6 separate regions of the Mus musculus genome follow, and regions 1, 3, 4, 5 and 6 are each linked to region 2. A link is a contact called in public promoter capture Hi-C data. All regions are on one chromosome and are shown on one strand. The core of a region is the stretch at or near the end of the contact, and the rest is flanking DNA. Distances in the headings are between cores, read along the strand shown. Region 1 holds the start of Arhgef1 (Rho guanine nucleotide exchange factor (GEF) 1). Region 2 holds the start of Sertad3 (SERTA domain containing 3). Region 3 holds the start of Tbcb (tubulin folding cofactor B). Region 4 holds the start of Phldb3 (pleckstrin homology like domain, family B, member 3). Region 5 holds the start of Zfp790 (zinc finger protein 790). Region 6 holds the start of Cadm4 (cell adhesion molecule 4).

Region 1 (2,927 bases), core at 82-2,581, 2.6 Mb before region 2:
TGGCCTACCCTTGCCTCCAGGCTGCCCCACCCTATTCTCCCACCTAATCTTGTCCTTCCCCAAGTCCAGCTCCCTCTCTAGTGGGTAATGAGCCCTTAATCGCTGCCTCTAGGGGAGCTGATTACAGCAGCCTCGTTAGTGTCACCCCCCCTCCTCCCAGATCTGTCATGGCCACTTAAGTGATAATAAATCCTTCCCAAAGCAGCCCTTGGCAGGAGTCATGGATCTCATGTAGACTGCTCCTCAACACTGCCAGGGAACCAGGAGCAGAAAACCCAAGTCCCCTCCCCCCTCAGACCCAGGATTCTAGGTTCAAGTTCTCACCTGACCACTTCTGAGATCTGGGACCAGACAGTTCTTGCTGTCTGTCTTCCCCAACCCCCTCCCCCCAAAATAACAGGAAGTCTCTTGGGGAAGTCCCCACCCCAATTGAAATGCTGGTTTATCTCCCTTATAGGGCCTCACCCTCCTCATGTCCCAAAGCAAGGGGGAACCAGCCCGGGTGTTACCAAATTTTTACCTATATTTAAACTCTGAGAACACAAGATATTATTTTCTGGAGTGGGGCCTAATTCCCTCATGGGTTCACTTGCATAAGGCAGATTTGGAGAGTTTCTGTCAAGAACCGGGGGGAGGGGGATGACAGAGAGAGCTAGAGTGGTGTGACAGTCATTGGGATGGGAAGAGCAGACTCAGGTTGTTAAAAGACAGGAGGCCAAGAGGAGACTCAGTGGGATCCCCAGAGACAAGGATGCAGAGATAAATAGCCAAAGGAAGAAGCAGACACAAACTGGCTGGCCTGATAATAACAGTTGAGGAAAGGACAAAGCCTGAAATCTCAGAGCATGAGAGAGACAGCCAACAGCAAGAAATGGGCCCAGCGTGATCAAGGCACAGAGGAGCTGCAGCAGGGAGAAGCAACAGAGGCCAGAAAGCAAGGAGTGCCTGGATGGGCCCCTGACCTTGTGGGCAGGAAGGCCTTCGAGCTTCGAAAAAGAGATCAGGGTGGTGGCGCGCACCTTTAGCTTTAATCTCTCTACTCCAGAAGCAGAGACACCTGAGTTCGAATCCAGCCCGCCTTACACAACAAGTTCGAGGCCAGCCAGGGCTACATAGGGAGCCCTTGTCGCAAACTAAGAGAAAGAGAGAGTAAGGGCCAGGGCAGGAGCTGGGCAACAGCAGGGAGGGCGGCGGAGGCGGACAAAGGCGAAGGGGAGCCGGGCGGGGCCGGGTGGGGACGCGCCCGCGGGGAAAGGAGGAGCCGCGCGGGCGGCGAGAAGGGGAAGGAAGCCGAGGTGCCGGGCGGGCACGGGGCGCGGGCAGGAAGCGGGGAGGGGCGGCGGGCGGGGGCTCCGGAAAAACGCCCCGACTTCCTGCCCGCCAGAGCCAGGAAGCCGGAGTCGGGACACCGGGCCCGGGATCCCCGAGCCCGACCTCGGGCGCCTCGCCGGTCACCTCCCCGCGCGGACACCAGGTACACTGTCCCTGGCCCCGCCCGGCCTCCTCCTCCAGCCGCCGCAGGGAGGAGCAGGGAGGGGACCGGGCGCGGAGGGCCTCCCAGGGTGCGCCCAGTGAACCTGCAGCCGCCTTTCTCTGGCCTCGGTTTTCTCATCTGTCAAAGAGAGCAAAGAGAAAACCCGGCGCGTTGGCGCCCGCCTGTCATCCCAGGAGTTGGGAAGCAGAGACAGGAGGATTGCCATGAGTTCGAGGTTAGCTTGGGCGACCTAGCATGAACCTGCCTCAAAAGAAAAAAAAAAAAAAAAACAAAACAAAACAGAGAGAGAGAGAGAGAGAGAGAGAGAGCACTTGTCGAGAGCACAAGTAGGTAGAGATCCAGGCTCCCAGCGAAGAACGATAACACTCATTTATCAGCAGGGAAACTGAGGCCCAGGGAGTCGGACTGCCTTGTCGTAGGGACAGAGCATCTGGGACTTGAACTCAAAGCTGTTTCCTGTAAAGAGCTGTCCCTGCGATCATGGATGCTTGATTAGAGCTCCCTAAAATAAACAAATATCTCTGCAGTACATTTTAAAGCCGAGACTTACAGAGCGTTAAACACGTCTCAGAAAGCTTTTTTCCTTACCCTCTCTGTGGTATTAATTATACTCTGGGAGATGGCTGTAGGGGAGAGAACCGGAAACATATCCTCATTGAACAGATGGGAAGACTGAGGCCTAAAGGGAAGTCATTGCATTTTGCAGGTTAGTCTATCAGAAGAAAATATATGCTCGAGCGCATGAGTGTTTTATGCTTTTGTTTGTGTGTGTGTGTGTGTGTGTGTGTGTGTGTGTGTGTCTATCTATGTGAGGGGGTTCTGTTTTTGTTTTGTTTTTTCTTTCCAATTACAGCGGGAGGAGTTGACAGTGGTGACAGAGGGTATACAAGCATTTGGAATTTAATAGGTCCGAGTTGGGGAGGTAGAGCTCATGTGAGGTCCCGATAGGTGCTTAGGACCTGAGCGACTTGAAGTTTCTCCGAGATTGAGCCCTAACCAGGCAATGGAACCATGCACCACTCCTGCTAAGGGGGCGGGGCCCAGGAGAGTGACAGGGGCAGTCGAAATACGGAAACAAGGGTCCTCCAAGGCAGACCAGAGCGGCCCTATCGGGCCAGCGTGGCGCCGTGTATTGCGATACCCGCCGGCAGGAGGAGTGGAGTTGCCGAGGCCGGAGAGCGGTAGGAGGCGGGCTAGAGCGGCCGGAGGGAGGAGTGGAGCTGGACGCAAAGGCGGCCTCTGGCTCGGCTAGAGCGACTCTGCGGCACGGGTGGGGGAACCTGGAGCTCGAGCGCGGAGGCTTCGGTTCCTGAGGCTGCAGTGGCTTGCTTCTCTTCCCATCCGACAGGTGAGATAGGCAGCCCTTGGTTGCCGTGAAACCTGACCCCACACGTCTTCCCTGCCACCCACACCACCACCGCTGCAGAATTAG
Region 2 (3,023 bases), core at 173-2,672:
AAGAACATCTGAAGAACATTTGAGAGTCTGGCTGTCTCACTGCTGAGAGTGTGCCTTGAATTGGACCCTTGCAATAAGGTAAGGGAGAAAAGCCCTGTGTTTATTTCTTAGGAGATATTGGAAGCCATCTTAGAAAAACTGAAAGCAAGCTAGACAAGCTGGTAATGCCTAAATCCTAGCACTAGAAAAACGAAGCAGGAAGATGAAAGATTCCAGAATAGCTTAGGCTACACAGCAAAACGCTGTCTCAGAAAACAAACAAAAAAGTGGCTGGGGATGTAGCTCAGTGATAAGAGTACTTTGGCTAGCACCACCTCGGTGTTCCGTGCCCAACACCACAAAAACTAAGCAAAAGGAATTTTCTTTAGGGACACACCTGCAGCTCCAGGACTAGCAATATGGAAGCCAAGCATGATTAGAATTTCAAGGCCCTTGTCTACACTGGAGTCCTGCTTCACGAGACTGCCTAAAACAAAAAGAATCCGAAAGTGAGTCCTAGAAAACAGGAAGGAGGGTACCAGAGACCAAATAGTGAAGAGCAAGCTAACCCTTCACTACGAAACCATATCACAAAATTAAACACACACACACACACACACACAAAATTTTAAATCTTAGCTCAGTTCTACGGTGTTTGTTCAAAATGCTCAAATGTTAAATCCCCAAAACTAAAAATAATAATAATAATAATAAGTTTGAGTTTGTTCCCAGAGTTGTGAGCAGTCTTTAAGAGTAAACAGCAACAGGCAGACAAATGCGGAAAACGAAAGCGTTGCCTGGGATCCAGGAGGTTCCCCCAAACAAGCAGCAGACCCCTCTAGGTTAAGCATAGACTCCTCCTACAAGACGGGTTGGGGGTGGGGAAGCAGAGCTCCGCCAGCTAAGGGGCGGGGCTGCGGTCGTTCAGGCAACGCAAGCCGCATCATGCTATTGGCTGCTGTCTAGTGCGTCATCCCCCCCCCCGCCCTCCGGTTTGACCCAGCCTTCGGAACTCCGGGGGGCGTGGCCTCCACCATCTGCCCCAAGCCTGCAAAACCGCAGGGAGGGGAGAATGGTGTCACCCGGTGTCACTCTTCAGTGGGGTCTGGTATAAGGGGTCTGCAGTGAAACAGAGGAGTGAGAAACACAGCTGGGTCCAAAGTAGCAGTTCTGACGGCGTTACCAGACTCCACCGTGGAGACTCCGCTCCGCCCCCTGACCAGTAGCCAACCTAAACCGGACCCGGCCCAGTGATGGACGGGGCCTAGCATCCGTGGCTCCTCTTAGCCAATGGCGCCCCGCGGCGGGCAGGATTCCAACCAATCCTGGCTTGCGACTGGCCTCCGGGGAGGAGCCGAGTGGCCCCCAGCCAGACCCAGAGGCCCGGGGAAAGTGAGCCGGACTTCTACCCAGCACTGGTGGAACCCAACCCTGCAGGCTTGTCGGAGGTAGTCGTGGCGACCCTGGCAGCCGAGGTGAGGAGTGGCCGCCTGTGTGAGATTTCCCTGGAGTTAGAGGAGGACGGGGGCGCGCCCCCACGGTAGGCGGAAGCGGGGTATCCCGAGTGGAGAGCAGATTGGTGTGATTGATGGACATTGGAGGGTGGAAGGCTGAATTCCAGCATCAGCACCGAAGGGGGAGCAGGATTACTCAGGAGTTGGAGTTTGGAGAAGCCAGGAAAACGGAGAAAGAACTTTGGAGGAGAGTGTAGGACAGTTTGAGTCTCGAAGAATAGGCTGAGTTTGGAGTTCCACGGTGTTCTGGACAAAGTGAGCGTTTTAAGGCTAGGATATGAAGCATTTAGAGGAACCCGGGAACTAGAGGAACCGAGTATTGGATTCTGAGACGCCGTCGTGAGAAGGGAATGCCGGGGAAGAGTTCACTGACTGGGTCTCGGAGCCGGACTGGGTATTTGGAAAGCCAGAGTCATTTGAAAGTGGAGCCGAATGAGGGGAGATTTGGGACGAGGTCTCAGAATTGGGATATCCAGTTTCGCCGGCGGAACTATGTACCCGAGAGTTATTTGTCGTCTTTGGGCGATGTGATGGGATTTGGACCTCTGCACACCGAGGACAGTTTGGGGAAGAATCCAGAACTTCCTGGGGTGATAGGGACCCAGAGAAAACAGGTTTCTGACTGAAGCCTGGTGGGGGAGGGGCGCTCGGGGCGTGGAGCTCGGATTCACCGCCCCGAAGGCAGTAGAGGGCGGGGCTCGGCGGCCGCTGGGCAGCTGAAGTCCGGGTTCCCTTCCCCCACCAGCCGGAGCTCCCGTACGCATGCTCTCAGAGAGGGCGGGCGTGTCCAGTCTCTTGGGTGTGCTGGGCCTTCTGGGGATTGTAGTTCCAACGCGACAGCCGAAGCTCTGCCTGGAGCCTTTGGGTCCACAGTTCCCAGAAGGCCCTGAGGATACATTGAGGTGTTCTTGGGTCTGGTCTAGCGACCCAGGGAAGGGTGGTGCCTATAAAAAGAGATGATTGGGTTGGACTGGTCGCTAGAGGGTGCAGTTTGTGGTTAGTTTCGCTCTAGCTGGCTTTCCTTTGGGTCGGAGTTTGGGAAATACTCCCTCTCTTTTGAGAGGTCATAGACTCAATTGTAGGAAGCAGGTACGGACAGAAATATTCTTGTTAAAAAAGGAGAAAAAAAAAAGAATTTAAACACACACGTCCCAGCTAAGCCTCGTCTCACACACATTTAATCCCAGCCTTCAGGGAGGAAGAGGCGGTACGATATGAGTTCGAGACACAGCCTGATCCACATAGGGAGTTCCAGAGCAATACAGAGAAACCCTGTCTCAAGTTTGGGTTTGGTCCATTACTCTGTGCTCCATACCTGTTTGTCCTGTGACCTGTTAGGAAAAAAGTATTGTGGGAAAACAATAACAAGATCTATTGAGACCAGAGTTAGGATTTTCACTTTCCAAATGTTAAAATTGATTACCATAATGTAAATTCAACGTTGTGCCTACCACAGACAAGTGATACTCAAGCCATGCCCGGATGTTTTGGTGATTTGTTTTAGGGCTTTTTTGTTTTTCTGAGACAGGT
Region 3 (3,318 bases), core at 123-2,622, 2.8 Mb after region 2:
TCCATGGAACATTCTCTAGATATCAGCTCAAATACCCATTCCTCAAGGAAGCCTCTTCAGATATCCCCAGGTAAAGCCTGGTACCTCTGATGAATTTCCCGTGAGCTCCCTCCCCCTAAGCCAGTTCAGACAACTCTGGTTTGTCACTGTCTACTGAATGTCTGCTTCTGACCAGGCTGAACTGGGGCTTCCATGTGGCTAGAGCCTATACTGGTTATCACACTGGGCAAAACATGGTATTTGTTGAAGAAATAAATTAGTGAATGAATGTGGGGCGGGTCCCGGGAAAGGGTGTCCTCACATGGATGCGACAGCCGTCATCCACAGGATAGGAGCCCAGCAGTGCATCCTCCTGATCCAACTTGCTGTAGAACTTGTCGTCTGCTCCATATAGCTCCAGTTCCATGCAGGAAGCAGGGCTGCCCACCACCAGCTCCAGTTTACACTGCAGTAAAGAGGCAAGATGAGGAGAAAGGCTGTCAGAGGCCTCATCTTCAGACTTTGATCAACAAACAAGTTCCAAAAAGACCCACCTTGGACCAGTTCCTTCTGGACCCGCCCCCTCGGCTCTCTGGAGTGTCTGATTTTTCCCGGGTCCTGCCCCTACTCGGTGGACTCTGTTCTCCGGGGCTCCCAGGCCTGGGAGGCTGGCTGTCAGTCTCTGCAACCTTCCCTCCAGGTTCGCCCACTAGTTTTCAGCCCCCTACTCCCTTTTCTTTGCCCCGCCCCTCCGGACCCCGCCCCCACGGCCACACCTTGAACTCTGCGATGGTGAGGCTACGACTGTATCGCTTCTCCGAACGGAAGCTGTTGAGGGAGCTGCTGATGAAAACCATCACGGTGGGCGCCGATATCCCCGTCACCTCCATCTCGCTGCGCCCCGGAGTGGCCCGCGGTGCGGTTCAGCCGTCTCACACCGGCTCCGCAGTGGCCGCCGCTGCTTCTGGGATATAGGTCCCGCCCCTTGTTCTGGAGCTGACCAATGCAAGTTCTCCACCTAACATGGCCAGCCAATCGCTGCTGTTCTTTCTCCACGGACAGGCGGATTCTCGGGTACGTCCAACCAATCCCGAGAGGCCTTCCGTGCACGGGAAGCAGGAGAGGAGGGCGGGAGGAGGCCGAAGCCGGGAAGAATGGCTGGAGTTGTCCCGGTCCGCCGAGTGTAAGTTCGGCGCATGTGCACTGGCCTTGGGCCAAGAAGAGAGCAGCGGATTCTCTCGTTCACGCTCAGCGCCTTGCGGATGACATCGCGCATCATAGTCCCAGCCCTTGTCCTAGATCCATTCCACTCGGAGTTGGGAAGCAGGTTCCGAAATCGGGAGTGAGTAGCAGAGGGTATCAAAGGATCGACGCAAGCCGTCAGCCAGACATCCATAAAAAAAAAAATAAAAAAAATAAAAAAATAAGGAACCCGCGCATGCGCGCAGCATCGCCCTAGTTTGGTGCAGCTTCGGTGTGCGACCCTTCCCGCGTTCCGTAGCGCGCCCGCGCAAGCGCAGAAGGCTCAGCAGCCCAGTCGCTATGGAACCCGACGGGACGTACGAGCCTGGCTTCGTGGGTATTCGGTTCTGCCAGGAATGGTGAGGCCCGGGCAGTAGGTGTGGGAAGGCAGTGAGGACTGGCTCCAGGGCTGACCTCTGACCTCCCCTCCCCACAGTAATAACATGCTGTACCCCAAGGAGGACAAGGAAAATCGCATTCTGCTGTACGCGGTGAGTACCGGCAACCCTCTCGCCCGCGGGTTCACGCCTTCCCTGCGCGCTCCCTGCTGGCTCCCCCACGCTTTCGCCTCTTGACTACCCCTCAGCACACCCTCTCTCCCATGTTGTCCATGCCCTCCTTGGGAACACCCTGCCTTCCTGTCCAGTCTTGTTGGAGATCTGATCTGTTTGTGACACTCCTCCCACATGCTCTCCCGTCTGCAGTGCCGGAATTGCGATTACCAGCAGGAAGCCGACAACAGCTGCATCTACGTCAACAAAATCACGCACGAAGTGGAGTGAGTGGCGGGACCTCGCTTGGGGCACGGGTCACCTCTTAGGACACCCGGCCTGACCGCTAATTACTTCCCTATGCCTGCAGCGAGCTGACCCAGATCATCGCAGACGTGTCCCAGGACCCCACGTTGCCCCGGACGGAGGACCACCCGTGCCAGAAGTGAGTACGCAGCTGGCATAGGGAAAGAGGAGTGGCTGTGCACAGAGAGGTCTTTCGCGGTTTAGTAACTGAACCATTCCCTCAGGTGTGGCCACAAGGAGGCAGTGTTCTTTCAGTCACACAGTGCCCGAGCTGAGGTGAGTGGCGGCTGGGTGCTTGGGGGGGTAGGGGTGGGGGGGACACGCCAGTTTTGGGTTGATCCTGTTTACTCAAATCAAGATTGGGAAAGTTTCTTTGATCGTTTCTTTTGGTCCTCACACTATCCTCTGGGTCCAGACCCTGACTGAACGTTCTTATTGCTAGGACGCCATGCGCCTGTACTATGTTTGCACTGCCCCACACTGCGGCCACCGCTGGACTGAGTGATCGTTCCTTCTTCCACCTGTAATAAATGCCAGTTTCTACACTAGTGTTTCCCGTGTTTATTTCTCTCGTGGGTAGGGAGCAGCCAGTCTTATCAGGTCGTGCGGTGTAGGGTGCGGTGCTGCGCATAAGCATCCGGCCGAGAGCTGGTGAAGCCACAGTCTTCACACACGTGCAGCTTCTCCCTGCGCTCCCGGTAAGCGTAGCTGGCTGGCTGCCCGTGCACCTTGGCAAGGTGAGCTTCCAGGGAACAGCGCTGGGTGAAAGCTTTCCCACAGGCTCCGCAGCGGAATGGCCGTATTCCTGTTAAGATGAGCAGAGAGGGCGATGGCGGCCTTGGAGCGTAGGCTTCTGGCCTTGCCACTCCCTATCTTTATTCCTAGCTAGGCAGACACTTATGTTTGTGGTCCACTAGCCATCTGCTACTTCTGCTTAAGGCAACAGGAGCCAGGCCATGTGTCTCCTCCATCCCTCAACAGGAAGCGTCTTGTGAGAGAGGGAGGGACTCTTAGCTACTTGCCTGCTCTCAATCTGGAACCTGGAAATATATCATATGGATTTATTGTGAGACAAGGTCTCACAGTGTAGCCCTGGCTGGCCTGGAACTCAGAGATCTGCCTTCCTCTGCCCAGAAGTGCTGGGATTAAAGGCAAGTACCAAAAGCCTGGCTTATTTGGGGTGTCTGTGTACGTGTGTGTTTGCTCACAAACGTATGCATGCACAAATGCTATGGTCCAAGTTTCGGGGTCAGAAAATAATTTGCAGGAATCTTATACCACCTGGATCCTGGGAATTTAA
Region 4 (3,080 bases), core at 175-2,674, 2.9 Mb before region 2:
GATGATTTGAGTTCCATGCCTGAATCCCACGTTGGAAGGCACCACTTCCCAAAGATGTCCTATGAGCTCTTTACATGTTGGGTGCCACTTACATACCTGCACTATCTTTCACATACACAAGTAATAATAATTTTAAAAAAGTCATTTAGAATGCTTGTAGATCCTAGGTGTATTTGTTTCCTTCAGCCTCGGTCCCCACAACTGTACAATGGAGACGGTCGATCTCTTTTTTTCTATGGGCTGTGGTGTGGTATGACACTGAGGTGTGTCAAATGTTTTGCACAGCTCTTGATGTCTAACAGTCGGGTTTTGCATACCAGATATTTTCCTGTTTCTGCCCAGAGAGGAAAGGGTCTGGCTGTGACCTTTAACCTCTGTGCCCCACCCCATAGTAAACTGTGTGCGCGTGGGGCACACTCTGTCTCTGGGCAGATCGCTGACTCAGCCCGGGATACCCCCTCCCCTTGTCCGGCTCCCTAAACCGGTCAGGGCCCTTCCAAAGGGCTTATTAGAGGGGAGAGGCCCCCATCTTCATTCCTATCTTCCTTTGAGGATTTCCTAGGCTTCGGCCTTAGGGAGGCTGCTGTATGCAGGTGGCTAAGAAGCCCGGCCCTCCAGGGGCACCGGAGGCTGAGTGGGAGGTCTGGGCGCTGGGCTCTCTCTGGGTGGGGCTGGAGGGGCCGGGATGGCTGGGTGCCTGGGCTGCGGGCGGGGCAGGCTGCTGGCTCCCTCCTCCCAGGAGAGCTGTCGGACCTGTTGTCCCCCCCTCCACTTCCGGGCTGCTGGGGAGGGGGACGGGGCGGCCTCTCTCTCCTCCCTCCTTCCAGCCACCTGTTTAGCCGCAGGAGCGGCAGTGCCCAGTGCAGAGCCAGAAAGAAGGTTGACGACCTACGAGGACCTCCTCCCGGGAAGGAACGGAGGCGTTGGGGCCCCAGGCATATCCGGAGAGGTAGACATTGCCAGCCCCGAGTTCTGGATCTTGGGGTGAGGAGCCTCGGACGCTGATTCCTTACAGGTGGTTCGGGACCCAACTGTGGAGCTCCAAGGAGGAGAGCCGGGCTAGTCCCGAGAGGGTAGAGGAGATGGAATCTCTTGGAGGCAATCCGGGAAACTGGAGAGGGCTGCAGAAGGGGCTCAGGGATGACACATGGAGCAAAGGGAAGGCTCAGCGTGCGACGCCCCAGCACGGGGAGCGTTAGGACCCCGGACTCAAATTCTCTTCCCACCTCTAGGTGTGTGTGTCACCTTCGGAGCCGACAGCCTCTCCCCAGTCGCGAGCGGGTCCCCAGGAAATCTACGCCCGCGGAATGTTCAGAGCTGGTCTCTGAACCTTTAGGTTCCGCCCTCTGGGCAAGCTCAACGCGCTCTAGACCACGCCCACAAACATCAGACCACGCCTCTGAAACTGACCACGCCCACACCACAGGAATCCGAAGCGGCCATGGGGACACCCAGCACCCTAGAGGAGGGCTCCTCGTCTCCAAAGGTTTCGGAATGCGCCGTCGAGGTCCAGCCTCAAGGGGCTGTGCAGCCTCAGGGGCACCCCGAGGATCCCAAAGAGCACAAGGAGCCCGAAGTCCCAGCGGAGCTTCCAAGTTGCCCCGGAGCTGGGCGGCAGGCCGAGGAAGAGGAAGAAGTGGAAGAAGGTAGCAGCACCGAGAGCTGCCGCGAAGAGGTGAGGGATCATCCCCCCGGGGGGGCTGTCCAGACGGACAGACAGACACCCAAGACGACACAGAAGAACATAAAGAGAGAGACTAGACAGAGACCCAGAGTCAAGGAGAGTACCCATAGACAGGCAGAAACACCCTGTTAGACAAAGTTGGATTTGAAGCCAGAGAGACTCGGGTAGAAACATAGAAACTAGATACGACAGAGACACAGGGAGTGAGACATAGACCTAAAAGAGAGACACAGGGAAGACACACAGACCCAGAAGAGAAACAAAAAGAAATGCCAACATAGAAGAGTCTAAGTCAGAGAGAGGGACGGGGGTGGGGGTGGGGGGAAGAAGAGCGATCCAGGGACTCTGAGAAAGAGATCCCAAGAGGTTGAGACTCAGGGACAGATGAGCTCATCGTGTACAAAGACACTTGCTGTCAAATCTGACGACCTGGGTTCGATCCCCAGAACCCTCATTGATGTAAGGCAAGAATCTTCTGATTTCCACTAGCATTCAGGTACAAAAAAGAAAGAAGGAAAGGAAGGAAGGAAGGAAGAAAAAAAAAGAAAGAATAGAGGAAGAAATGGAGGAAGAAAAAAGAAAAGGAGAGAGAAGGGAGAAAGGAAAAAGGAAAAGAAGAAAAGGAAAGGAGGGAAGAAATGAGGAAGAAAGAAAAAAGAAAGGAAGGAAGGAAGGAAGGAAAGAAAAGGAAGCAAGCTCTGCTAGTTCAGCTTCAGAGCATAGTGGCTTTGTATGATGGGTTCAGAACCTGCCGGCTTCCCCGCTTCACGGTCTTCCATTCGGACCCGAAAGGAAGTAGTTGAACTTGGCAGCTCATGACCCCCAGAGGCACTACTGGGGTGGGACCAGACCTGTTTGGTGACTTGAGGGGGGCGAGACTTGTTCTCATCACACCCTCTCTAATTTCAGCCCGAGGCTACGCCTGCCGCGCAGATTCCAGCCACACCTTCCCCATGCCTCCCTTCTGGGGAAGAGCTGCGGGGGGCAGCGCGGCGGCTGCGAGGACAGCAGCTGGAGGCACTGACTCGCGTGGCTCTGATGGAGCAGCGGGTGAAGGAGTTACAGCGCCAGAAGAAGGAACTGAGGATCGAGGTGAGGATGGGGAGATCTTGGGAAATCAACCCGTGAGGGAACCTGCGAGCCAAGACACCGAGTCCATTCTAAACTTTAGGATCCTTTTTGATAAGCAGCAGGTGTTCAAGGCCCGAGGCCTTTTCCAGACTTCCCATCTCCCAGCCCCTTCCTCCACTGGCTGCTGCACCCAAATTCTCGCCTTGTTTTTTCGCAGATGGAGGTGGAGGTGGCCCTGCTCCGGGGTGAGCTGGCCGGGGAACGAGTGGCCGCTCGCCGGGAGGAGGAGCAGCTGCGGGAGCTGCTGGGCCAGCGGGTGGAGACC
Region 5 (2,941 bases), core at 326-2,825, 2.3 Mb after region 2:
GACTAGTATGGCAGATGGCCCACAACAATAACAACAACAACAACAAATTGCAGGCGCTTGGACAACTGGTATAAGAGCAGCTGGAGGCTCAACATGTAGAAGAGTCTACCAGCCCATGGAATTGTCCTTTGTGTTGTGAAAGAAAAGAAATCAGGTAAATGGAGGATGATAAAGGACTTAAGAGCAGTTAATACGGTACAATGAAGCAAAGATCAGCAAAGACTTGAAACCAGCAAAGCAATGCAAAGCTAGCTATACACTAGTCACTGTGGGTTGACTCCTATTTATACTCTCTCCAAATATCACATGGGTCTGCATCACCTGACATTTCCTTAAACTTCCACTTCAGGGTACACTACAGGAATGCAGTCACAGGATGGGCCAGAATTTTCAACAGGAGGAAAACAAGCCACATCTTGACAAAAGTAAAGGGATGTCAGGAAATCATAAGCTACAGGACAGAACTCGGGAATTAAAAAAAAAAAAAAGTGTGACACACACTAGGCTCTTGTAGATGCATATTCAACCATTTCAGAGATCATTTTGGCCCAACAGCCATAGCACCTATCAAGAAATCAGAGAAGCCTAGGGGCTTCCTATGCAATGGAAACACCAGACAAAAGTAGGGTGACTGTAGATAAGGACAGAGTCTACCCCCAGGATGTGACACAAGTCCCCTTGGCTGGAGTCACAAAGGTACAAAGTTGCCTCACCTATAGTGACTCTCCAATTAATCCCACACCACGGGGACACAAAAGCTATGGGTGCCTCAAACGAAAATACAATCCACCCCACACGGAAGCCTTAACAGGGAGAGCCAATCACAGTCACTGTTGCCCCCACCCTCACCTTACCTCTACCGAAATTAGAAAAGGTCCACTGGGAAGCAGTCACACCTCAGTCGGTCACCTCACACGCTCCCAAAGTTAGGCAAATGCTCACAAACACAAAAGCCCAGGGACCTCACACTCGAGGGACCTCACACTGGTAAAAAAAAAAAAAAAGCATGGCACAAAACGGTCACACAGACTCCAGCCACACACACAATGGATGCGATCATACTCACCAATCAAGGAATCCTCTCTGCCTCCATATCCCCTAGACTACCACCCAGACACATGATAACAATTCTACACAGCTCCGGATCTCCCGGAGTCAGCTTCATTGCACTGCACAGGATGGTGCATCCAAACCCTTGGCACCAAAGGCGTCTCATTATCCCTAAAGTTCTCCCCAAACCTGTCAGGAGTACCCTGCCCACTCCTTAAAAAAGGCTCCCAGGAGAGGGAAATACAACGCCTGGAAATGTCAGGGGCTGAAAGCTGTGGCCTGAACAACAGATACAAAGTGTTCGGCTATTCGTCGGAATCGTGAGGAAATCCCAGCGGTGAAAGACTTCATAGACCTAGATCAGGCTCCTCGACCCAGCACTATCTCAGCACTGCGAGTTTCCAGGGAACCGAGGTATTCTGGGAAATGTAGTTCAAGGCCGTGCTGGTGACCGGAGGCGCATGGCTCGAGTAGGCTGAGTCATCCAATCCCCAGGCGGAAATCTGTCTAAGGAGGCTGTTCCGAATTCGACTTCCTGCTGGAAGTTGGGGCCACAGACCGGAATGTAGGACCCCAGCGCTAAGACCAACCCAGCATTGGCAGTCTGACCAAGAGGAAGCCTCGTCCTGTAGGTGCAAGAGTACGCAATGACAGCCCTGAGCGTGTGTGAGAGAAAGCATAGGGAGGTTAGATTGCATGCGCGGCTGGATCTGGGAGGAGTTGGACGGCAGAGAAACTGCGAGGTAAGGAAAATGAGCGTGAGCAAGAGTTGGGCTCGAGCTGTGGCGCTTTGTGAGTGGAGCGAGCTGTTGTGGGGAGGAGACATTGTATGCGGATCGAATGGTTCTTGGGGATTGGGTCTCGACTGGATGGATCCCTGTACAGGAGTGGCTGAGATTATAGAGATAGCGGAAGCTTCCTAAATCTCATTTTCTTTTCAAATTACGATTAGTAAGTGCGGTCTTCTGGAGTGTCTGTGGGAGGGAAAATGTATAGCTGATAATAACTAATTAGCATTGTTATTTTTCTGTAAGTTAATTGTGCGGCGTAGGCAATCTACAGGCAATATAGCCGACTTTTTATTTTTAACACAGTGTTTTGTCAGTCGGGGTGGTTTTTTTTTGGGGGGGGGCGTTATTAACGCTCAGGGTACCCCAAGCAGACATCGTCCCTTCTCTAGAGAGTTCCTGAGGAGACACAGGTAAGGTTTGATTTTGAGGCTGGCTTGCAATTCTCTTTATAACCAAGGTTGACCTGAACTCCAGATCCTCTTGTCAAGTGGTTTCTGTTGGTTTGTTGTTTAGACAGGATCTTGCTGTTTAGCCCTGGTCACCCTTCAGAGGCCGTCCTCCTGACTTTCAAGGTCTGGGATAACAGGTGTGAACTACCATGCCCTGCTCCAGAAGGTGATAAACGGAAGTTTATTACAGAGAGCAGCATCACCATGATTAAAACAAGCTGCACACAGTACTTAAGAGCCAGTGGGACACAGCCATAGAGGTGTGTGTCCATATCAGCCAGAGTCAGTGGACACAGCCACAGCGGTGTGTGTTCATATCAGCCAGAGTCAGTGGACACAGCCGCAGCGGTGTGTGTCCATATCAGCCAGAGTCAGTGGACACAGCCGCAGCGGTGTGTGTCCATATCAGCCAGAGTCAGTGGACACAGCCACAGCGGTTTGTGTCCAGATCAGCCAGAGTCAGTGGACACAGCCGCAGCGGTGTGTGTCTATATCAGCCAGAGTCAGTGGACACGGCCACAGCGGTGTGTGTCCATAGCATCCAGAGTCAGTGGACACAGCCGCAACGGTGTGTGTCCAGATCAGCCAGATTTAGAAGGTAAATGTCATCTCATTTCTTTATCTGAATTAAATAGAAACCTCAGTACCATA
Region 6 (2,979 bases), core at 137-2,636, 3.0 Mb before region 2:
GCTGCTGGGAGCCTTGGTCCTTGAAACAAGATGCTAGGAGTTTTGGTCCTGACATAAGAGTTGATGAATTTGGGACTAAAGACAGAGAGGATGCTGGGAGCTAGGCACTGGACAGGAAGTGTGTCATGTGATGATGACCCTTGGTTGACCTGGATATACAACAGTTTAGAAGTGATGGAGAGAAAATAAAAAGCCGAGCTTTTCAGAATGGGCATATGTTGACCCAGTTTACCTGCTGTCCCTGAGTCCTGTGAGAGGCAGAGGCCACCAGCACCTCACTTTCTTCCTCTTCTTGGTCCTATGAGTCATAAGCCTGCTCCAGGCCTTCAGGTGGCCACAGGGGTGGGTTCAGGGGAACCCACACCCAAGAAGAAAAAAGAGAGCAAAGTTTGGAGGGATGAGTCAGCCCCCCAGGATGAGGAACAGAACCTGAAAGGCAGAGTCACACAGACAGACTTGACTGGACAGTGTGGGAAAGAGTACAGCGTCTGGATGCCATACCTGGAAGATTGCCCCAGGCAGGGGCTTCGCTCTCCCCAGGGCCTAGGGTTAAGACTTCCTTCCAGTCTGGTTAGCTTTCTGGAGGCCCCTCCCAGGGAAAGAAGACTGAAACTTGGCGAGTCATGGTCAGGACTAGAGGGAGGGAGCGGACACTATTCTATGCCCTGCCCAAAGAAGTCCATACCTGCTCAGCCACCCGCTGCTGCCCAGCCTCTCAGTCTTTCCCTGCCCACATTCACTGTGGCATCATCACACTCCTCTCCCCCAAAGCTCACACTCACAGCACACGCCAGCACCCCGCACCTTCGCGCGCTTCCGAGCATCGCCCTCTCGCGCATCTCCCAAGCATCTCCCACGCACCCCCTATGGGTTTCCCAAGCAGCTTCTGCACAACCCCCGTGCATCTTCCCCGCATCTCCCGTGTGTCTTCTATACATTCCCCCGTGCATCTCCCGCGCCTCTCCCACGCATCTCTCGTGCATCTTCCGCGCACACTCCGGTGCATCTCCTGCGCATCTTCCCCGTGTCTCCCGTGCAGCGTCCTCTAGGGAGCTCCGCTAGTCCAGGCTACGCCTGCGCGCACACGCACGCACACCTTTGCACCTTCACACGACCCTCACGACCTTCCGCTCTCCCAAGTCCTCCCCCACTGGCTCCCACGACGCCGTCACGCTCACGCCCTGCCCTCGCGCCCGGGTCCGCATGCTGTCCTGCTCTCCCACCCCCGTGCGCGCCCTTCCGCGCTCCCGTCCTCCCTCTCCCCGCATTGTCTGGGCCCCTCTGTCCCCGTCCGGTCCCCGCCCCTTAGCTGACGCCACGCCCACCAAGGCGCGCAGTGGGCGGAGCAGAGGGCGGGACTGGACTCGGGGGCGGGGTCGACGGCGCGGGAGGTGCAGGTGCCGGGCCGGGAGCGAGCGGCGGCGGCGGTGGCGGCGGCGGTGGCGGCGGCGGCGGCGGCACCATGGGCCGGGCCCGGCGCTTCCAGTGGCCGCTGCTGCTGCTGTGGGCGGCCGCGGCGGGGCCAGGTAGGGTGACGGAGGTGGGGGCCGGGTCGGTGGGCTGGATCGGGGTGACGAGGGAGGTGTGCGTATTGCGGTCGGGTTGGGGAGGGGGTCTCGTCGCTGTGACAGCTGGGTCGCCTGGGGGCCTGCAGAGGCCGGAACAATGCGCTGCGTGGGGGGGGGGGGCTGCGGGAGACCCTCGTCCCCGGGACAAAGCGCAGCGCGGGCCAGGAGCCCAGAGCCGCGGGCAGGGGAGGGGGGACGCGGGCCCCGGCCGCCGTGCCGCAGCCCCCCCACCCCGCACAGGCCCCGATCCCGCGGGGACAAAGGGCCCGAGACCCTCCCTCCCCCTATGTCCCCAAGCCCTCCTTCTCCAGGCCGGTCCCACTGTCCTTCGGTCCTAGTCTTTAGATCTCTCTCTCTCTCTCTCTCTCTCTCTCTCTCTCTCATTTTCCCCCAGCCCTTGTCCTCTGTCCCTCAGTCTTCAAGTCCTGTCCTTCCTTCCCTCTGTCCTCCTTTCTCCTTGTTTCCCCCTTCCCGTTTCTCCACGCCGCCTTTGTCCCCCACCTCTGTCCCTTTTTCCTGGGTCACTCTGCCTGCCCCCCATCCTCTATTCACTCTGCCGCCTCCTGTGCTGCTGTCGTCCCTCTATGTCCCCATTCACCATCTCTCTCCCCGTCTCCTTGACATCCTGTATCTCTTCCCTTCTCTGTCCCCTATCATTCTCCCATTTCTCTAGCAGCCTCTGTTGCCTAGCTGCCTCCTTTCTCCTCTCTACCCCACTGTCTCCCTCTCCCCCAAATCTGCTTCCTCTCTCCATGCATCCTCCATCCTCCTTTTCCCATCTCTGTATCCCTCCTCGCTCCTGGAGAAGAGTGGTGTCAGGCAGGGCAGTGACAGTATAGATGTGTGAAGTGGCATATAGGGAACATTGGCATGTGAGCACACACGTGGATTCCACAAATGTCTCCCCCAAACCCTCCCACCCGTTCACACATCCAAGCCACACTTCACAGAAGAGCCCCCTCCAGGACATCCACATGTCTTTCTCACTCACTATGGGAATCTGGAGGACCCCCCAGCCCCCACCCAAGACACGGTGACCCTGAGGCTGGGGACAAGGTCAGGAAATGTCACCTGAATGCTCACACTTAGAACCCTGTGTTTCTTATATCCACCATGGGACACTCCCCTGCGGTGGGTCAAGTTACTTTGCCCAGGAATCCATCATGGGGAGGCTGCTGGTGAGCAAAGGCAGGGCTGAGGTCTCCTATAGGGAGTTGAGAATTGGGACCAGGTGGCCCAGCCCTCTTTCCTGGCTCCAGTTCTATCCAGTGAGAGTGTTGAACCGGATCCATGTCTGACAATGTGAGGGAGCTTCTAAGTTGAGTGCTGCCACACCTGCCACCCCAAGCAAGGGTTGCCGCTGAGGACAAGGCTGGGGGCAAAGCCGACCTTAGAAGTTCTGCCTTTCTTC

The links. Promoter capture Hi-C pulls out the DNA fragments that hold promoters and counts their contacts.
Region 1: a promoter capture Hi-C map of erythroid cells shows a contact between it and region 2, with 8 times the contacts expected there. The contact joins the promoter of Arhgef1 here to the promoter of Sertad3 in region 2. A contact is called at or near these places in 2 of 39 promoter capture datasets (embryonic stem cells and erythroid cells).
Region 3: a promoter capture Hi-C map of liver shows a contact between it and region 2, with 8 times the contacts expected there. The contact joins the promoter of Tbcb here to the promoter of Sertad3 in region 2. A contact is called at or near these places in 3 of 39 promoter capture datasets (cranial neural crest, hippocampal neurons and liver) and 1 of 115 datasets of contacts at active chromatin or transcription factors (astrocytes).
Region 4: a promoter capture Hi-C map of pre-B cells shows a contact between it and region 2, with 4 times the contacts expected there. The contact joins the promoter of Phldb3 here to the promoter of Sertad3 in region 2. A contact is called at or near these places in 2 of 39 promoter capture datasets (liver and pre-B cells).
Region 5: a promoter capture Hi-C map of liver shows a contact between it and region 2, with 2.4 times the contacts expected there. The contact joins the promoter of Zfp790 here to the promoter of Sertad3 in region 2. A contact is called at or near these places in 2 of 39 promoter capture datasets (cranial neural crest and liver).
Region 6: a promoter capture Hi-C map of cranial neural crest shows a contact between it and region 2. The contact joins the promoter of Cadm4 here to the promoter of Sertad3 in region 2. A contact is called at or near these places in 2 of 39 promoter capture datasets (cranial neural crest and hippocampal neurons).

What each region holds. Positions count from the first base shown.
Region 1 is chr7:24,901,655-24,904,581 of GRCm38.p6, forward strand. It overlaps Arhgef1 (Rho guanine nucleotide exchange factor (GEF) 1), which reads left to right and starts at 1,332. Exons shown (of 30, transcript NM_001130151.1): 1 at 1,332-1,474. It overlaps Cd79a (CD79A antigen (immunoglobulin-associated alpha)), which reads left to right. Exons shown (of 5, transcript NM_007655.4): 5 at 1-204.
Region 2 is chr7:27,472,418-27,475,440 of GRCm38.p6, forward strand. It overlaps Sertad3 (SERTA domain containing 3), which reads left to right and starts at 1,423. Exons shown (of 2, transcript NM_133210.2): 1 at 1,423-1,454.
Region 3 is chr7:30,230,825-30,234,142 of GRCm38.p6, forward strand. It overlaps Tbcb (tubulin folding cofactor B), which reads right to left and starts at 1,373. Exons shown (of 6, transcript NM_025548.4): 1 at 756-1,373; 2 at 302-445. The coding sequence starts at 869. It overlaps Polr2i (polymerase (RNA) II (DNA directed) polypeptide I), which reads left to right and starts at 1,250. Exons shown (of 6, transcript NM_027259.1): 1 at 1,250-1,580; 2 at 1,658-1,712; 3 at 1,926-1,999; 4 at 2,083-2,157; 5 at 2,243-2,294; 6 at 2,461-2,563. The coding sequence starts at 1,522. The coding sequence ends at 2,523. It overlaps Ovol3 (ovo like zinc finger 3), which reads right to left. Exons shown (of 4, transcript NM_001289817.1): 4 at 2,473-2,823. The coding sequence ends at 2,615.
Region 4 is chr7:24,609,904-24,612,983 of GRCm38.p6, forward strand. Phldb3 (pleckstrin homology like domain, family B, member 3) reads left to right here and starts at 1,425. Exons shown (of 15, transcript NM_001102613.1): 1 at 1,425-1,675; 2 at 2,594-2,776; 3 at 2,973-3,080. The coding sequence starts at 1,442.
Region 5 is chr7:29,814,497-29,817,437 of GRCm38.p6, forward strand. It overlaps Zfp790 (zinc finger protein 790), which reads left to right and starts at 1,576. Exons shown (of 5, transcript NM_146185.2): 1 at 1,576-1,793.
Region 6 is chr7:24,480,637-24,483,615 of GRCm38.p6, forward strand. It overlaps Cadm4 (cell adhesion molecule 4), which reads left to right and starts at 1,387. Exons shown (of 9, transcript NM_153112.3): 1 at 1,387-1,526. The coding sequence starts at 1,463.